Linked DNA regions of Mus musculus: all the other regions are linked to region 1. A link is a contact called in public Hi-C and promoter capture Hi-C data. All regions are on one chromosome and are shown on one strand. Each heading gives the region's core, a stretch centred on a gene start, on an enhancer-like site or on the middle of the called end of the contact. The rest is flanking DNA. Distances are from core to core; before and after follow the strand shown.

Region 1 (4,345 bases), core at 660-3,159:
GACTCAACAAAATACTTGCAAACTGAATTTAGAAATACATTTAAGAAGATCAAATATTATGACCAACTAGGGTGTTTTATGGAGAGGCAAGTTTGACTCAACACAGGTAAATGAATAAATGCAATACACTATATAAACAAACTTAAAAACAGAAACCACGTACATAATCTCACTGATGAAAGGTCTTTTTGACACAGTTCAACATGGCTTTGTGGTCAAAGTGCTGGAGGTGTTAGGATAGATTGGCTCATGCTTCAAACTAATAGAGGCTCTATTACAACAGACCTATAGCCAAAAATCAAGTGGAGAGAGCATCTGTTCTCAATTCAGGAATGAGACAGGGCTGCCCATCCTCCTTAGTTTTTCAGGATACTCTTTGAAGTCTTAGCTATGGAAATAAGACCAAAGTAAGTGATAAAAAAGGAAACAGGAAAAGAATCGAACTATTCCTACTTGCAAATGATGTGTTTCTATACTTATAAGACATTATAGAGGCGTTTGAGAGATGCCCTCAAAGTTAAGAGTACTGGCTTCTCTTCCAGTGGACCCAGGTCTGAACCCAGTACCCATATGGCTGTTCCCAATATCTTGTAACTCCAGTTCCAGGGGCTCCAACACCCTCTTCTAGCCTCTGCAGGCAGCAGGCACACACATGGAACACATACATGCATGCAGGCAAAACATTCATACACAAAATAAAAATACTTTTTTCTAAAAAGACCTTTATGGAATCTACTAGGAAACTCTTTAATTAAAGCAAAATTGCAGGATAGAAAAATCAGTATTTAAAAGAAAAAACAAAGCCGCGTATGGTGGCCTATGCCTTCAATCCTAGCACTGAGAAGATAGAGGCAGGTAGATCTATATGAGTTTGAGTCTAGCTGGTCCACATAGTAAATTCCAGGTGATCCAAGGCCACAGAGGCCTTGCCTCAGAACAACAATGAGAAACGCCCAGATAATAAAAACATACTTTCATACTGATTCTGCATCTCCAGGCATCTTTTCAACATTGACCAATGTATCTTAAGTATGTTAAGTTTTAGGGGTTGGGTTGATACTTTATAATTCCTACTTTGTTCCAGGTAACCCTATAGAGATGACTAGTCACACAGTTTATAATCAATTGAAAGTCTATTCCAGCTGGCTGGGACCACACCCAGGTAGGTATTCAGAGACCTAGGAGGTGTGGTTCCAACTGTCCAGATCAACAGTTTTTTAAAGGCAAGAAATCACACCCGGGTACTTTGCTTTGCAGCTGTACGAGGGCTTCCCAGAAAGCAAGATCTTTTAGCTAAGATAAGTTAGCTGACCTTTGGGCTCCTTGAATACAGTTGGGTAATTACCCACGGGACTCTTCATCAAGATCAGATTCTAGTTAAACCTGGAACCGCCTCAGCAAGAGTACAAGATGGAGGGACTTTTGCACTGTCTTGCTGTGACACACCTTGACCGTCAGAACGACTGGCGTTTGTGTCTGGTTCAGACAGTTCCCTTGATTTAGTCTGACAGACAAACACAGGCATACATTTCAATCTAGGCCATTGCTTGGTGGTGGGGAACCTCCTCCTGGAATCATTTCCCTTTCCTTGCAAACCTGGGATCACCATCACTCCTGTTGGATGCAAGGGCGTCAGATGCAAGGTTTAACTGTACTGTTCCCTCATGCAGTCAATGTTCCAGTGACTCCTAAACCTTCATTCGGCCTCTGAAGTGTGGGGTGTGCTGAGCGGCCCTCCGAGGCACCTAGCCTCGGGGTGGCGCCGGGCAGCAACCAGAGTCCCCACGCCCCGCGCGATCCCAAGCCTTCCTCAAAGACGGGAGTGCGACGGGGACGCGACAAGAAACACGACGGCCGAACACAAGGAGTCCCAGAGGCCGGCCGGAAGCTTCCCGCAGGGCAACTTCCGGACCTCAGACCCGGAAGTGGGCGCAAGTGCTTGGCCCTGGCGGAGGCCGAGGCTCCGGGTTCGAAACAGCATGGGGCCACCGCTTTCGCCGCGCGAGTCGGCGAGGTTCGTGGCCGAGAACAGTCGCGACGTGCTCGTGGACCACGAGGGCGTGCGCAGGGCGGCCGAGCTGCTGCTGCCCGCGGCCGCGGCGTGGCGCGTGGAGCAGTGGAAGTCCCTGCACGAGCTCAACCCGCGCGGGGCGGACGAGGCTGCGCTCGGCTGGGTGTTCCTGGTGGACTCGCTCAACTTCTCCTTCTGGGCCGAGCGGGAGGACAGCAAGTGTGCGGTGCGCTACGGCGGGACGCCCTACACTGGCTACTGGGCCCTGTGCGCCGCCGTCAACCGCGCGCTCGACCAAGGTGGGTGCCAGCCTTAAACCTGGGTGGGTGCTGCGAGGCGCGGGAGGTGACCTCTGCCCAAAGCAGAAGTCCGGACATACAGAAGCAATGTATGCCAATCAGCACAGGAGGCAAAGCCGGTTTTCTTAAAAAAAAAAAAAAAAAAAAAAAAATCATTAAAAAAAAAAAAAAGATTTATTTGCCGGGCGGTGGTGGCGCACGCCTTTAATCCCAGCACTCTGGAAGCAGAGGCAGGCAGAGTAGTCCTGTTCAGTGTAGAATTCAGACTACACTAGCCTCGAACCCACAGGGATCCCATCCAGCTGATTAGGCCAGCGCCACAACACTCTGCCTTCTTTAACATGAATTTGATTTCATATTTTTTGCTAATTGCAAAAAATTAAATAAAAAATCTGTGGATTGTTCTCTTTAAAGGGATACCGATAACCAGCGCCTCCTACTACGCCACAGTGAGCCTCGAGCAGGTGCGGGATATATTTCGTTCAGACACAGCTGTGCCCATGCCTTTAATGGAAGAGAGACATCGGATTCTCAATGAAACTGGGAAAATCCTACTGGAGAAGTTTGGAGGCTCTTTTCTTAACTGTGTCCAAAAAAGTGGCAGAAGTGCGCAGAAGTTAATGCAGCTGATTGTTGAGAACTTCCCTTCTTACAGGGACGAGGCAGAGTTTGAGGTGAGTTTGTTGCTGAGGGAGGGGTTTAGCAGGTATGATCATTCTGAGTTAATGCTTTTCCTTCCAAAGCCAGGTTTAAGGCCAGCAACTTAAAATTTGAAGTTTGTTCACTGTGGACAAGAAGCAATAACAAAATGTGCTTAAAATCTATCCCTTTTTATTTTTTCTAATCGGAGATTTCCTTTATTTTTGCCTTTTATTCTGTTAAATGTTTCAGCCATCCATATAAGGCTTGTCACTCAAAGATGGGGAAGCACAAAAAGTTGATAAAGTTGGATGAAAATCAGAATGTAAAATGTATACTAGTTTTCTCTAGGAAAAAAGTATTTCTTGAAAAGCTTGGGCTGGTTCTGGTGGCGCAGGCCAGTAGGATTTGCTGAAAGAGGCAGGAGGATCTGGAGTTCGAGGCTAGCCTAGGACACACATCTTTAGCCGGGCGTGGTGGCAGATGCCTTTAATCCCAGCACTCTCGAGGCAGAAGCAGGCAGATTTCTGAGTTCAAGGGCAGCCTGGTCTGCAAAGTGAGTTCCAGGACAGCCAGAGCTATACAGAGAAACCCTGTCTCAAAAAAAAAAACAAACAAACAAAAAAAGAAGAAAAGCTTGGTATGTGTTTTCTTTCTTATATACTGTTTTTTTATAATGATTTGTTTTATGGTACAAAAAATTTTAATGTATGTACTTTTTAAACAGTGAGCTTGGTTTTGATTTATTTATTTTATGTGTGTGAGCTGTGAGCTCTCATCTTCCTGTACTGTACCTTTGGCCGTGCTTGCTGTGTGTTGCCACTCCCTTCCCCTGGAACTGTAAACCCAGGTAAACTCTTCCTTTTCTAAGTTGCTCCTGTTCATGATGTTTTATCACAGCACACACAAAAACAGAGCAACACTCCCCCACCCAGGTTCATTTCTTTTTCAGATATGTTTATTTTTTGTATGAATGTTTGATTGTCTGTGTATATGTGTGCTATGTGCATGCCTAGAACCCAAGGAGTTCAGAAGAGGGTATTGGATACCCAGGAACAGGAGGTAGGAATGATTTCCCCAAATTCCTTAGTAGTGGGTTTATGTTATGTGCACTGAGGTTTAACTTGCATGTGTGAGTGTGAGGGTATCACATCACCTGGGACTGAGTGCCAGATACTTGTGAGGTGCCATGTGGGGGCTGGGAATTGAACTTGGGTCCCCTGAAAGAGCAGCCAGTGCTCTTAAGTAGATTTAGAAAAGGTAATTTTGAGGCTGGAGAGATGGCTCAGAGGGTAAGAGCACTGGACTGCTTTACTGAAGATCCTGAGTTCAAATCCCAGCAACCACATGGTGGCTCACAACCACCTGTAATGAGACCTGATGTCCTCTTCTGGTG
Region 2 (4,345 bases), core at 699-3,198, 170 kb after region 1:
AATGGCTACTCCTTCTCCTAAAGTCTCAACAACAAACCAAAGCATGATTCCACCAAAGTTCACTAGAAGAGCCCAAGTTTATTGGACTTCCTTACAGAGCATAAGGGACATGGGTGCTCCAGGAAAGTCTTTATGCAGCAAGGATGAGGGCCTCAGCCACATAGATGGAATCAATCTATCTCTCTTCTCTCTCTCCTCTCTCTCTCTCCAAACCCCAGTCTACTTTGACCTATTTACTCTAGACCTTCTTTGCGGCTACTTGCAATTAAGGAAGCATTGTAAACAACAGGTGGTTGAGAAAGGCTGAATACCCTGGTGAGGGTCTTGTGACCTTCCCTACCTCCAGCAAGGGGTGTGGTAGTCTGTAAGGCCAGCTGGAAGGAGCCTTTTCCAAGAAAGTGCAGCTGAACTACCAAGATGGCAGTTGCTTGAGTGGCTGGAAGAATTCTTATTCACAGCATGCCATAAACATTAGAGATTTTCAGAAATAAAATATAGACAATTACAAGGGTATTCTATAAACACACCAGTAGATGTTATCTACAACTAATTTATTTATCAGAGCAGAACAGATTGGGATTCTAAAGGACAATGGAGTGAAGACTTTCAGGGGAATGTGATGTGAAAACAGAAAGTTAGAGGGGGAAGGTGTGTGTGTGGGGTGGTTCATCATGGAAGGCAGCCTGGGTTAGTGCTTAGGGAGAATACAGCATGGAGGGAAACCATACAACAGGGGAACTAATAAAGTTGGAAAGATATATATATATGAAAATTCCAAAATCCTTGCTTGCCTAATGGGGGGAACTTTCTACCCCAAGTAACAATTTTCTCACACCTAGACATAACGCTTATAACTTCTTCCTGTGATTGAACAATGCTGGCAGAAATGTAAGTGATATCAAGTGACGCCGTATTGCCATTTTATACTTTGAAACTCTGACCCAGATTTCAAAGAGCTCTGCTAAGAAGTGTTTATGCAACCACAGTTAATCATAGAACAGGGTTCGATGGCCCAAGAGCAGAACTATGGAATGCCTTTGCATATTTGGGTCACGGTACACTGTCAAGAGTTCACATTTGTGCAATGCTGGTTAATATAAAGTGCTGGACTGTATTACACGTTATCTTTACGAATAAATGACGTGGGATCCATATGTGAAATAACTTATGTGTGCCTACATTATGCCGAAAATACTTTTTCAGCCATTATCTCTGATGCCACCTCAAGCCCGAGGTGTACAGTAACTTAATTGGACAGAATACAAAAGGCACACATCATCTAGGCTAACTCCTACCCGCTGGGCGGACAGTCCTAGGCATTCTGTTTCTGCCCCCACGCAGCTTGGAAGACAGACAATATGGGTTGCCCTATCTGACCAAACCGGTTTGACTCCAGGGAGGGAAGCTCAGGCCTCACTGAAACAGTGAGCACCTGTGGATGCATTGGTTGCTCACTGGCGTCTGTTTCGCGGTCCTTTAAAGACCTTTCTCCATGGGTTTAGCTTTCAAGCCCCGAGCACAAGACAAGGCAATCGCAACTCCTTCCACCCGGGCACCAACACTACGCTTATTAAAATAAAGTAGCTCGCCGCTATTTCATAAGCAGACGCCCACGGGGACCAGGTGGGGAGGATACCGGGACCGTGAGCAATGGGCCAGACGTTTCTAGCAATTTCGCTGGCCGTGACGTCATCTTAGCGCACCATCACGGTGCCTGGCAGAAACCCCGTTTGCATTTCTTTCAACGAAGAACGGGAGACGCGAAGTGGGTTAAGTTCTCCCGCCATGCCCAGCACTCCATCGACCTTGAGGAGCCCGCGCTTCGTCCGCCGGCTAGAAAAGGATCGAGCGCTGCCATGCATGAGTCGGCTCCTTGGCCAACGCGCTACCCGGCGTGCCTCGCGCGGCCGGCCGCCAGGAGTCGGCGCGGCTACCAGCGCGTTACCCAGAGTGCCCTGCGCGGCGCCGGCGACGAGCGTGGGGGAGGTGCGGGAGGAGGAAGCGGCGGCGACGCGGAGAGTCCCCGCGTCCACACGGCAGCCGATCGCCCACCCGGGGCCTGCACCCGCAGCCCGCGTCCACGCACCCTCGGCGGCCCCGCAGCCTGTCACGCCTCGCGGACCCGGCCGCAGCCCGCAGTGTCGCGCTCGCCTGAGTCACCGCCATGGCCGAGAGCGCAGAGAGCGGCGGCCCACCGGGCGCGCAGGACAGTGCGGCCGACGGCGGCCCCGCAGAGCCCAAGATCATGAAGGTCACGGTGAAGACGCCTAAAGAGAAGGAGGAGTTTGCCGTGCCCGAGAACAGCTCGGTCCAGCAGGTGAGGGCGCCGGCCGGGCAGCCGCCGCGTCGCTGACGGGGCGGGAAGGGCGGCCTGGCCGGGCGGCGGCCCCGGGCAGCTCCGGTCGGACCCCGCTGGGTTCCGCTGCGTGAGCTGTGCGGGGCCGGGCCGGGCGAGCCGCGCGGCCTGGGCTGGGCTGCGCCGCGGCCGCCGAGCTCCGGGCCCCGGGCCCCCACTTCTCACAAAGGGCCGGGCGCTGCGGGGCGGCTGGGCGCGGGCGGCGCTCGTCCTTTGGCCAGGCTGGGTGGGGGGTCATTGTTTCACCTGCCTGCTAATTGGGGAGATTTAGGAGTGAGAAGCACGTGGAGGGTTGGTTCTCGGTTTTGAATGCTGAACTCCTTCCCATCTTCGAGCCTCCTATATAAAAATTATGACGTGGAACTTGTTTTCAGTCGCATTGTGATAGCTCACGCCTGAAAGGAGAAAAGTAAATGACTTTGATTCATTGGCGACTTGCTGTTTCTGTTACAATACTTCCGTCATCGCTTAGCTGCCAGTCATCGGATAGGTTATTGTTTGATCTTTAGGGAGACGAGACAGACACCTAGCTGGGTCTTAGCAGTTGGTTGCAAGGAACCTGCAAGAAAGCACAGTAGGTGATAAGGGGAATTCTTATCAAGTAATTGCTTTAAAGTCTATTCAGGCAAACAAGCCTTGCAGTTAATTAAGAGCCTTGGGAGAACCAATCATGTATGTTTCAACACAGTCTAGGGCACTTGAATTGTTGACAGTATCAAACATTGTAAACAGTCTTATGCGAGGAAGCAAAGTATCAACCACTGGAATGTACTTTTAAGTTCTCTCAAGGTTTATCTAGTTCCAAAGGTGAGGTCGGGTTTTTCTGAAGCAGGAGGGTGTGTGGCACCATTGAGAGAAACTCTTGTTGATTGGATCATTACCATTGTTTGTTAACGCTGCTATAAAAAATTTTACCTTCTTTATATTCCCAGCAGGTCTGTATGTCACCCACAATTGACATTTTCCAGCCTTTTCTGCATCATGCATCTCTTATTTCTAAAAATACACTTTAAAGTTGTAAATATCAGTATTACCCTTATAAGGTCGGCAAGCAGCATGGGTGTTAGTGGCTTGAGAACAACTTTTTTTGAAAAATGGTATTCCACTTATGTTTGAGGTGCGATGATGGGACATGGTTGCCTTTGCTGGTTTTTGCAGACCCGTCTACACCTGTGTCAGCCAAGCACGTGACAGCTGAAGTCTGTTACAGTTGACGGCACACTTTTCGTCTTCCGTTTTCTCTTCAGTCGAGCTTTTGTCACCTCTGAAGATTTTTATTTTCCCAACAGAGTTTGAGTTTGCATAAACAGAGTCCTCTCTAATGTGGTCTTTTGGATAAGGCTTTTTTTCTTCTTTCTCTCACTCAGCATATTTTTTTGAGATTCATCCTTGAGAAGGTCTGTACCCCTCCCACCACAGAGATCTGCATACTAGGCACAGCCTCCAGTCTACCACTGAACCAAGTCCTCAGCTCAGTACTTAACTGCTCAGTGCCTTTCCATGAATGTGCCATAATCTGCCAGGGTTTTTTCAGCTGGTTGTAGTTCTTGAGAACAGCAGCCTCATATAAATCCTTTAGAGACCATATGCTTTTTATCTGTATTAGAAGAGCTCTGGTTACACTTTAGATCTTTGGGGTTTTTTGTTTGTTTGTTTTTGGTTTTGTTTAAAAGACAGGTTTCCACTCTGTAACTCCGGCTGTCCTGGAACTCTCAGTGTGTAGACCAGGCTGGTTTCAAACTCATCTGCCTCCCAAGTGCTGGTATTGAAGGTATTCACCACCATGGCCTGCCAGTTCTGTTTAGTTTTATAAGAAACCTGAAAAGTGTACTATTTTGCAGTTCAGTCAACATCATATGGGTGTGTGCTCCTGTCCCTCTGTCTCCTTGTTAATATTTGGTATGAGCAGGGTTTCTTGTTTTTGTTGTTTTCATTTTTTTGAGACAGGGTTTCTCTGTATAGCCCTGGCTGTCCTGGAACTCACTTTGT
Region 3 (4,345 bases), core at 1,169-3,668, 130 kb before region 1:
CCAATGCTAGCAAGATTGTCACAGAAACAGAAGCTCTGCTTACCAGCAATCATGGACAAACTACTTCTGTCTCCAGCTGTGATACCAGAGGCATAGACTGACCCCATGCTCACCTGACTTGTCTCAACTGTCACAACATCTGGGGAGTGGTGTGAGTAAAGTAACTATCTTCTACCAGTGTGGTCAGCCCTGCCTTTGAAAGGTTCCCTCTTCTGCTCCCACCCTGCCTTGGAACACCAATAGTGACGATCTCTACCAATCTGATGAGGATGTTGGCTTCTGGGAGATGCTCCCTCCCCGTCCACACACTCTGCAAGACAAGGAAATCACTATGGGCAGTGGGGTGTTAGCCATGTCAACTAATCAGACCAATGTCATCCCTCAGAAACTTCTCAGAGACTGTTGGAAGCTACACACACACACACACACACAAACAAGACCCCAAAGGCATAGGAAAACTACAAGTGCCGGTAAGTTCAGAGGCAACATCTCCCCCCCACCCCTACCCCCGACACACACACAAACTTTAAAAAAAAAAAAAAACATTCAAGACCCAGGATCGTTTTTTAAATCCTGACTTAGTCACGCTCATTATACCTTGGCATTCAAACCTGCCAAGTTTATAAACCATGTGCTTCATTTCCCAGCCAACACACATCAGTCAGTATTTGAATAACACTTTCAGAGTAGATATGTGCTCATAACCACAAACTACCAGGTAACGAACTGACAAATCCTCTCTTTTATCTTCTAAACACATACTGTTCTCTGTGCTCCAAGTGGAGAAATAGCTGGTCAGTGTAATGGTGCAGAAGCCCATAGGCGAAAGATAAGCATGGGCTGGAGAGATGGCTCAGTGGTTAAAAGCATTGGCTGCTCTTCCAGAGGACCAATCACCATTCCAATTCCCATCACCCACATGATAGGTCACAACCATCTGCAACTCCAATTCCAGGGGATCCGACACCCTCACACACACATGTTGATAAAACACATATAAAAATTATAAGATAATCTGTGGTAGGTTGGTGGAGGGAAAGAGCCTAGGGAGAACACGGTGACAACCATGACCTTCAAAATTCACCTCTATACATAGATGCTTTCAATTACTGCACTCTACCTGTTAAGGATGCTCCCCCGTGCATGGGCAGCAACTGCCAGCAGGCGTCCATCCAGCTTCAACGGCGCCTTAGAAACTCTTTCGGTTTTGGTTTTTGGAGGTTTTTAGAGGGTTTGGGTTTTGGTTTTGTTGTAGATGTTTTATTTTGTTTTGGTGTTTGTTTGCTTGTTTAATTTTTTTATAAACAAGGTTTCTCTGTGTAGCCCTGACTGTCCTGGAACTCACTTGTAGACCAGGCTGCCTCAGACAGAGCTCTTACAGTAGTGACTTCACAGGGTCCCACTTGTCTTGTCAGCGAGGAGAGCAGGACAGAGCCACCAAGAGGGAGGAGATAGAAGAAGAGGAAGGAAAAGGAACAGAGTGAGCAAGACTGGGTGATGGGAGAAAAAGCACCAGGCACCTCCTCCCCCTCCCCCGCTCCTAGGAGAAGCTACAGTGCATACCATTCACTCAGGATCTGCCCTCTCCTTGAAGCATTTTGAGCCCCACTGAACATGAAGCCATCCCGCCTGCTGATGACAGCAGAACTGGCTGCTGCTGGATTCATTTAACACAGCCACCTAGAATCACAGTCCAGCCTGCGAAAAAAGAAATTCATTCTTTATTAAAAGCCAGCCTGACCTTTGGAAATCCTTATTTCTGGAAGAGTGAACTGACTTGCTATGACTAATGACTCCTAATAAGCTTCAAAGCCACAGGACCAGCGGGCACACGTGCAAGAAGATCTAACTGTCTCTGATAAAGATGCCACACAAACCATGTCACATCCTCCTAAGCCAGAGATACTGATGAACAAGCGGGAGTGGACACCATGGCTGACTTCAGAGATGTCCCCCACCCCAGCAGGGACAATGGGTAACAGAGACTACAGGGAAGATTGCACAAGGCAAGGTGTTGAGTGAGATGGGAGATGGGCTAGCAAAGGGCTGGCAGCAAGCCTGAGGTAGGCAGCTTTAAATAGTTCCAAGGATCTATACCCACTTTGGCAGACAGACAGACGAGCCCCACCTTCACCTGAGAAAAGCTAGAAATGGAGCAAGTCTTAAAAGTATAGCTTTCTTTCTTTCTTTCTTTACATCTTTCTAAACTATTTTAAAGTGTGTATGTCAGTGGCAACAGAGTACATGAGTGTGTGTGTGTGCGTGTATGTGTATGTGTGTATATGTGTGTGTGGGGGAGGCTGGGAGGGAAAGAGTCGGAGCATGCACACTGCGGGAACATGGGGTTTGGGGTGGGGTGGGGTGGGGTAGCCGGAGCATGCGCACTGTGGGAAGGCATGAGACATGATGAGGTCACTTCCGGCACACTGTGGCCATCCCTCAAGAGACCATATCAGGTTAGCATGACTTGGCGCTTCTCCTCGGCTATCTACCCAAGAGAAATGAAACCATGTCTACACAAAGACTCACACAGCACTGTTTATAGCCGAAGCCAAAAAGTGTAAGCATACACACTCCCAGTAACTCTAACATGAACGAGGAAAATATGGAGTGTCCGTATCATAGAATACTATTTGACAAGTAAGAAGCACAATATACTAGCAGTTACATAGGTGAGCCTTGAAAACATTATTCTTAATTTTTAAAGTCAGTTGCAGAATATGTTGAGCTATTCTATTTTTATAAAAAGCGCCTCTAACAGAATATTTTAGAGAAAACGCTTCCGTGTTCTAGGCTGGCAGTGGTTAGACAGAAGCTGGCTGTGAAGCAGCATGGGATCTCTCTCTGGAATGGAAAAAAAAAAAGTGTGTTCTGATAACTGCCAATGGTCGCACAGCTCTGAGTATAGTGGAGGAAAAAACACGGGATTTCATATTGTAGTGGGTCCATTTTATGGACTCTATCTCAATGAAACTTCCTAGGGGAGAAGAGGAGAAGAAGAGAAGCCACGTGGGCGGTTTGTTCTGCATCTAACCCTGCGCTGCTGCCGCAGTGAGCAAACCCTCCCAGGCAGGGGAGACCGCCCAGGACAGCACAGCCAATGTTGCATCACAAGTGTATGTTCTACATGAGTTCCATAAGTGGACCTGGAGATAACGCTTCGATACATTCCCACTCAAGACTACTTACAGATGCTTTCCCTAATAGAATGGAATTAGTTGGTCTAACCCAAGCTAACACTTGGCAACCAGAAGGCTTCTGGGAGAACAGGAGCCACTACAAGAACAGATGAGAAAAGTGGTTAATCACACACACACACATGTACACACACACATGTACATACACACACACACACACACACACACACACACACACACACACGCCAGCTCAGACAGGGTCCTGAGATTCATCTTATCTAACTCAGGGAATTTCCCAGCTACAGACTTGAACACTCACAGCCTCCGCATCTAAACATGGAGGCCTCCCTGACCACTTCCCAACTAGAGATTCTGAGAAGCAACTTTCCCTGCAAGCAACATCCCCCTCCCACCATAAACTACATTGCTGAAGTGACAGCCCTCGTCTCTCTCTATCAAACTGACTTCGAACACAAAGCGAGAATTGTAGATACAGCATGAGCCTACGCTAGCATTGGAAGACCCCAGCGGTTCTTACTGAAAAGCCACTCAACTTAACCTTCTGTATATAAACTGTGTTTGTAAAAAAAAAAAAAATGCTAGTTAATGTGAATTTAAAATTTTTCATCTCTTTTATACATACCCTTAACTCAATGGTCAAGTTATTAAGCTTGACAATCTCTATCAAATAGATTGTGTGTGTTCATGCGTGTTCATGTGTGCACGGGTGCACATGTGTGTGCATGTAGAAGCCAGAGATCAATCTCAGGAATCATTCTTCAAGCACTGTCCATCTTGGTTGTTTGAGGCAGTCTCTCACTGGCCTGGGATCGCCAAGTAGGCTAGGCTATGGCTAACAGGCCCCAGAGATCTGCCTGTCCCCTCCTCCCCAGTGCAAGGATTGAGTACAGCCACAGCACATGGCTCAGCAGATTGGATTCAGGTGCTGCTGACACAGCAAGCACTGAGCTCTCTCCATGGCCCCCACTCCCACCCCCCAGATGGCAACTTCTAAAGCCTTTTAACAGATTCTGGTAAAAGTGTTCTGATGGCCTGTGGACGGACCTTAAGGCTACGTTCCAAGAGATTGTCTCCATTGAAGGATCGGAAGGGGTGGAGGCTGAGAGGGAAGGGAAGGGAAGGTGTGGGCTCTGGTTGTGGAGGCTGAGAGGAGCTCTGAGCCAGAGGCTCTCAACCATCGAGCGCAG

Evidence for each region. A called contact is a pair of places that touch in the nucleus more often than the background predicts. Capture Hi-C pulls out chosen DNA fragments and counts their contacts.
Region 2: a contact with region 1 is called in a promoter capture Hi-C map of adipose tissue. The contact joins the promoter of Ubqln1 here to the promoter of 2210016F16Rik in region 1. A contact is called at or near these places in 9 of 39 promoter capture datasets (the C10 cell line, the HPC-7 cell line, cranial neural crest and 5 more), 14 of 484 Hi-C or Micro-C datasets (CD4 T cells, the G1E-ER4 cell line, the HPC-5 cell line and 9 more), 18 of 115 datasets of contacts at active chromatin or transcription factors (the SCID.adh cell line, T-cell acute lymphoblastic leukemia, bone marrow-derived macrophages and 12 more) and 4 of 9 other capture datasets (adipose tissue, embryonic stem cells, liver and 1 more).
Region 3: a Hi-C map of the G1E-ER4 cell line shows a contact between it and region 1, with 3 times the contacts expected there. The contact joins the enhancer-like site here to the promoter of 2210016F16Rik in region 1. A contact is called at or near these places in 11 of 39 promoter capture datasets (the C10 cell line, the HPC-7 cell line, HPC-7-derived erythroid cells and 6 more), 3 of 15 datasets of contacts at CTCF or cohesin (the G1E-ER4 cell line, large pre-B cells and pro-B cells), 6 of 484 Hi-C or Micro-C datasets (the G1E-ER4 cell line, bone marrow-derived macrophages, embryonic stem cells and 1 more), 12 of 115 datasets of contacts at active chromatin or transcription factors (bone marrow-derived macrophages, craniofacial prominence, effector CD8 T cells and 8 more) and 4 of 9 other capture datasets (adipose tissue, embryonic stem cells, liver and 1 more).

What each region holds. Positions count from the first base shown.
Region 1 is chr13:58,382,789-58,387,133 of GRCm38.p6, reverse strand. 2210016F16Rik (RIKEN cDNA 2210016F16 gene) reads left to right here and starts at 1,909. Exons shown (of 4, transcript NM_027335.1): 1 at 1,909-2,310; 2 at 2,725-2,984. The coding sequence starts at 1,980.
Region 2 is chr13:58,213,256-58,217,600 of GRCm38.p6, reverse strand. Ubqln1 (ubiquilin 1) reads left to right here and starts at 1,948. Exons shown (of 11, transcript NM_026842.4): 1 at 1,948-2,317. The coding sequence starts at 2,165.
Region 3 is chr13:58,518,279-58,522,623 of GRCm38.p6, reverse strand. No RefSeq gene overlaps it. Among named protein-coding and RNA genes, the nearest start is that of Gm38494, 26 kb to the left of the region's middle. Within about 2 kb of position 2,418, at least 29 of the 459 cell types and tissues checked have an H3K27ac peak or open chromatin away from gene starts, as enhancers often do. A contact at or near this core is called in the G1E-ER4 cell line, bone marrow-derived macrophages and fetal liver, where this site is marked.